Linked DNA regions of Mus musculus: region 1 is linked to region 2. Evidence: chromatin contacts called from public HiChIP or PLAC-seq data. All regions are on one chromosome and are shown on one strand. Each heading gives the region's core, a stretch centred on a gene start, on an enhancer-like site or on the middle of the called end of the contact. The rest is flanking DNA. Distances are from core to core; before and after follow the strand shown. Region 1 holds the start of Helq (helicase, POLQ-like). Region 2 overlaps Hpse (heparanase).

Region 1 (2,700 bases), core at 166-2,665, 100 kb after region 2:
TCACCAAACAAAAGAAACAAGTCCAGAGAGTTGCTCTGACTTGCCTAAACAGTACTGCTGGCTTATTATGGGATATCAGGATGCTAAGAAACATTTTTTTAAAAGTCAGAACAGGATCTCACCTTACTGAGGCTACACACTCCTGATCCTCCTGCCTGTTTCCTGAATGCCTCACCATGCCTGGTTTTAGGAGGTGTTGGGATCAAACCCAGGGTGTTGGGCATTCTAAGCAAACATTCTGTCAACTCAGATACATCCCCCAAGGGGTGATACTGGAATTCTAAATTATTTATTCTGGTGCTGCCATGTGAGCCCAGGGCCTGCCCCAGGCTCCGCTGCTGAACCTAACCGCCCAGTCTTTGGCATTTTAATTCTTAAACCTATGCTAAAGCACTTAAGAATGAAAGAACAGTAACTCTCTCCAAGATTCAATAGATGCTTCTGATAACTGTGGTAATTCCGGCCCAGGCACTAACGTAGAAGCTGGTCTGCTACAAAATCATGATTGTGCCATTAGACACTACAATGTTCCACTAGACACTACAATGAAATTCTGTTCTGAACTTGGAATTGAGACAGTCATGTGCACACTCATGTATGGTGGCTTACAGAACAGAGATGTAAACTGGGAGGTGATAATTATTTATTGAGTCACAACTTTAGTCTCTCAACTTCCCTGGACTCACTTACCGTTGTAAAAGTCTACATAATATGGCTAGTTTAATAACGTAACTAGCAATTAATGGGTCATCAATAAAAATGTTTTATCAGTAAAGTAGAGCCGAGCCATTTGGAAGGCTAGCTTTCTCTCTGTCAAGCCAGTTAATTGCCCCGTGAATACTTTTTATGACAGGGGATGGAAGGAGCATGTAGGTTTGACATCTACCTAGAAGTCGGGGGTTTAAGCAGTGTCTCCCAAGTGATGGAGATAAAAGGATAACAAAGGTGAGAGAGCGAGCTAAGGCTACTCATGATGTGCACCTGGGAAGAAGGCGGTTTCACCTCCCGCGCAGCCGTGCCCGGGGCGGGACACGCGGTTGCCACCGCAGCCCCTGGGATGACAGGACCGGGCGAGTCAACGGGGATGCGGGGACTCAGCAGGGCTGTACCTGGGCGTGCTCCGGGCTCCCGGTTTTCCGGCGGCGGCTCCCGGCTGCAGCTTCGTCCTCCGTGTCCTCGGCAGGCTGGAGCTCGGCCGGGGTCGGGGAGGCACGGAGGTTCTCCAGGTTGCCGCGGTTCCTTTTGCGGACAGACACCCGCCGGCGGATGCGGGGACAGCCGTCCTCCATGACAACGGCCCAGAGTCCCTGCGACAGCCGCCCTGGGTGCAGCCCGGAGCCGGTGGCGCCGTTCTGGAGACAGCAGGTGACCCAGCATCAGCTTTCCATCCCTCAGCAGCGCAGCCCCGGGTCACGTGACTTCCGGCCCGGGAAGCGCGGGAAGATAAAGGTGCAGTGCATTGAAACCCGGGCCGCGTTCGCGCCGGAACCTTTGCGTCGAATCCCGGGCAGACAGGGGAAGAGCACCAGAAAGGACCTGTCGGGGCGCTTAGGGAAATAGAAAGGAAGAGGAAGGGCGGAGAACCATGGCCGCTCTGGTTGCTCTGTGCAGTGGTATAGGGAGGAAGAATTTGACAACCGCGGCTGGCTGCTTCACGGATCGCGGAACTCAAGCAGGTAAAACGTCCGGCATAGCATTATAGCCGCTGATTGTCGGTGGGGTCCTCGCCGTTAGCAAAATGACTATTTCAATAGAACTAGGTTTGAGATAAGTGGGAGGCTCGAGTCATCGTAGACTAGTTTCCTAGAGCTGAAGAGGACTTTGAGGTGTAGTCAACCACTTTACCCCGTTACTTATTCACTTTACAAAAACCTATCGCCCCGACTCCTCAATAAGACTTTCTGGACACTTGTTGGCTGTGGTTCTCTTGCATCTGTTTCCATCCGCTGCTTGGACGAAGCCTCTCAGGAAACAGTTATGCTATCTAGGCTCCTGTCTCCAAGGTGTAGTCAACTCTTTTTTTGTTTGTTTGTTTTATGCTTCTTTGTCAATGTCTTGAATCTTTTTATTTCTCCTTTGGAATGACAGTACCATTCTGTTGTTTCTGTACATATTTGAATTTCAATCCGTAACTGTAGAAATGAGAAAGAATTTATAGGAGAGGAAGTATATATGTCCTTTATCCAAAGCCTTTGGAACCGCTCATTTTGAGTCCTATTATGTCCCAAATCTAACAGGTTGCTAACTAATCATTGAAAAGAATGTTTGATATTGTGCCCTTTGATTATCTAGCATCTTTAAAAACGTAAATCTTGGTTAGATATGCAGCGAATGAAAACAATTGTGTTGTCGCCATTTTCTCTTTAGTTTCTGTGATTTGGAGACGATGTTTTTCACAGTTTGAACAGGTAACCAGCAATGAGGACCTGGTAAGATTTCGTTTTCTTTTTTTAAAGAAGACATTATTTTATTATTTGTATGTATGTGGGGGAGGGGAGTTGTGGAAGCCAGAAGAGGGCATTGGATTCTCCTGGAGCTGGAACGAGGTGGTCGTGAGCCACTGGGTGTGGGTGCTGGGATTCAAACCCTGTACTTAGTAACATTAGGGAGTACTTTTAACCACTGACACCTATCCAGCCCCAGGTCCCCCTCCCCCCATATTACTAATTCATTTCCAAATTCAGCCTAATTTTTAATATT
Region 2 (2,700 bases), core at 149-2,648:
CATGGACCTCGAGCTTTTTAAGAACTACCACATTATTTAAAACAACATTACATTTGTTTTATTAATATTATTTTTTTGCATAATGACATTCGAAATGCTGCCTGTTTATTACTTGAACTTTTAAAAGTCAATCAGCAGCCAGGCAAAAATAACAATAACTATAACTGGAATTAGCTTTTCAGCATTAAGAATTCTTATTCTTTTGGCAGGAGGTGGTGGCGCACGCCTTTAATCCCAGCACGCGGGAGGCAGAGGCAGGTGGATCTCTGAGTCTGAGGCCAGCCTGGGCTACAGAACAAGTTCCAGGCCAGCCAGGGCTACACACAGAAACCCTGTCTCAAAAAACCAAAAAGAAAGGAGGGGGGACTGCACAGAGTCTTTATCTCAAAAAATCAAAACAAGAATCCAAACCAACATCAGAAAAAGAATCCTTATTTAAAAAGAGAGCGAGAGATGCTAATTGTTTGTTTATTTAGAGACACAGTCTCTCACCCTGTAGCCTTGGTTGGCCTGGAACTCAATATGTAGACCAGGCTGGGCTTGAACTCACAGAGATCTCCTGAGTGCAAAGATTAAAGATGTACACCACCACACCCAACTTATATTTGTGTGTGTGTGTGTGTAAATGTGTGCCTGTATGAGTTATATGCACACGTGTGTGTAATGCCCTTGGAGGCCAGAAAAGTGATCTCCTGGAAATGGAGACACAGATGGTTGTGAGCCAGGACCCAAAGCCAAGTCCTCTGTAAGAACAGCAAGTGGTGCTCCTAACTGCTGAGCCAGCTCTCCAGCCCATTTGTAATGTAACTATAATTACATCACTGAGGCATGGGGGTGGGGTGGGCATTAAACAAACTGACATTAATAACGGGATATTGTAGTGTGAGTACTTACTGATGCCATGTAAGAGAGTCGATCACTTCTCCGCCAGCCTTCAGGAAACTAGAAGAAACGTTCCGTGGTGAGGTCACGTTCCCTCAAACGAACGCGTGCTTCAGAATAGCGTTTTCCCTGAAGATGGCTGATTATGCCGTGAGCCTCAGGCAACACAAACATCCTAATCCTACTTGACATTTGCTCCAGATTCCTTGGAATTTTAAGCCAATGGTTCCTCTTTTGATAACCCATATAATTAAGCAGCAAACTGTTTGCTAGTGTGTGGACTATTGGGGCTTCTCCATGGGAGAAAAGTGGTTCTGCTTTCTTGCTGAGAGAGCAGCAAAAGCTAAGAAGGAAACCCCCGTCCCGCTCAGAGCTGAAGCTAAAGCCAAGGCCACTGAAAACCAAGGCCACTGAAAGAAGAGCTGCACATCTCCCCCCTTCCACTGCCCAAGACCCCGAAGCTCCAGAGGCAGTCTGTATACCTCAGTGATAGCATCTCCAGGAGGAACAAGCTTGATCCCTCTGCCCTCATCTGGTTCCCCTGACCTCTGAGTCATTCATGGAGAAGACAGAATTCATCAACACGCTCCAGCTCATTGTTTATGTCAAGACCAGCAAGAGTCAAATCAAACAGGCTGAGAGGAAACTCTTGGACATCGATATGGCCCACAGCAATCTCCTACTTAAGCCTGACAGAAGGCACATGCTCGACTGCCTCTTCATACAATGCGTTGGTTGTTGTCAGCAAAATTAGGACCATCTAAACTCAGTTCAGTGGGTAATTTTAAGTACACATTTTTTTTAAGCATTAAAAAAGTAAGAAGGCTCCAGGTGGTGGTGACATATACCTTTAATCCCAGAATCCAGATGGTAGAGGTAAATCTCTGAGTTCTAAGCCACCCTGGTCTATATAACCTGTTCCGGGACAGCTGATGCTAAACAGAGAAACCCTGTCTTGAAAAACCAAGAAAGCAGGAGGAGAGAAAGAAGGAGGAAGTGGAGGGGAGGAGGAGGAAGGAAAAGAGGAAGGGGAAGAGGAGGAAGAGGAAGAAGAGGAGAAGAGGAGGAGAAAGGAGGAGGAGAAGAGAGAGAAGGAAAGAGAGAGAGAGAGAGAGAGAGAGAGAGAGAGAAGAGAGAAAGAAAGAAAGAAAGAAAGAAAGAAAGAAAGAAAGAAAGAAAGAAAGAAAGAAGGAAGGAGAAAGAGAGAGAGAGAGGGAGGGAGGGAGGGAGGGAGGGAGGGAGGGAGGAAGGAAGGAAGGAAGGAAGGAAGGAAGGAAGGAAGGAAGGAAGGAAAGAAGGAAGAGAGAAGGAAAGAGAGAGAGAAAGTTGTACATTCCCAGTTCCTACCTCCTCAGCAGTTTAACTGTCTTCCCTCGAGGCTGACCGATGTCAGGACCATAGAGTTTTGCATTTTGGAAAGCTGACCTTTGTAGAAGTTTATGCAACTCCACAAAGTCTTCTCCTAACTGCAACCCATCGATGAGAATGTGAGCTTTCTTCCAGAAACTGTTGGGCTCTGAAAGACAGCAAGTCTCACACTCACCTCTTACCTGAATGTCTTTCTTTAAACACAAACATACAGCAACAAGCATTTCTCAAATTACAAAACCTAGAATCAAAAGTAAGGAAAGTGGCCGGTGAGATGGCTCAGCAGTTAAGAGCACTGACTGCTCTTCCAAAGGTTCTGAGTTCAAGTCCCAGAAACCACATGGTGGCTCACAACCATCCATAATGAAATCTGACTCCCTCTTCTGGTGTGTCTGAAGACAGCTACAGTGTACTTACATATAATAATAAATAAATCTTTGGGCTGGAGCG

What was found. HiChIP or PLAC-seq counts read pairs in DNA pulled down with a chosen protein or histone mark.
Region 1: a contact with region 2 is called in an H3K4me3 HiChIP or PLAC-seq map of bone marrow-derived macrophages, with 2.1 times the contacts expected there. The contact joins the promoter of Helq here to the enhancer-like site in region 2. A contact is called at or near these places in 5 of 39 promoter capture datasets (the C10 cell line, the HPC-7 cell line, hematopoietic stem and progenitor cells and 2 more), 1 of 15 datasets of contacts at CTCF or cohesin (large pre-B cells), 19 of 484 Hi-C or Micro-C datasets (the 3T3-L1 cell line, B cells, the C2C12 cell line and 16 more), 11 of 115 datasets of contacts at active chromatin or transcription factors (the 230-238 cell line, the HPC-7 cell line, the SCID.adh cell line and 6 more) and 5 of 9 other capture datasets (adipose tissue, bone marrow-derived macrophages, liver and 2 more).

What each region holds. Positions count from the first base shown.
Region 1 is chr5:100,797,185-100,799,884 of GRCm38.p6, forward strand. Helq (helicase, POLQ-like) reads right to left here and starts at 1,416. Exons shown (of 18, transcript NM_001081107.1): 1 at 1,110-1,416. The coding sequence starts at 1,289. Mrps18c (mitochondrial ribosomal protein S18C) reads left to right here and starts at 1,575. Exons shown (of 6, transcript NM_026826.1): 1 at 1,575-1,676; 2 at 2,368-2,429. The coding sequence starts at 1,586.
Region 2 is chr5:100,693,258-100,695,957 of GRCm38.p6, forward strand. It overlaps Hpse (heparanase), which reads right to left. Exons shown (of 12, transcript NM_152803.5): 5 at 2,230-2,398; 6 at 895-942. Among named protein-coding and RNA genes, the nearest start is that of Coq2, 20 kb to the left of the region's middle. Within about 2 kb of position 1,399, at least 4 of the 459 cell types and tissues checked have an H3K27ac peak or open chromatin away from gene starts, as enhancers often do. A contact at or near this core is called in bone marrow-derived macrophages, where this site is marked.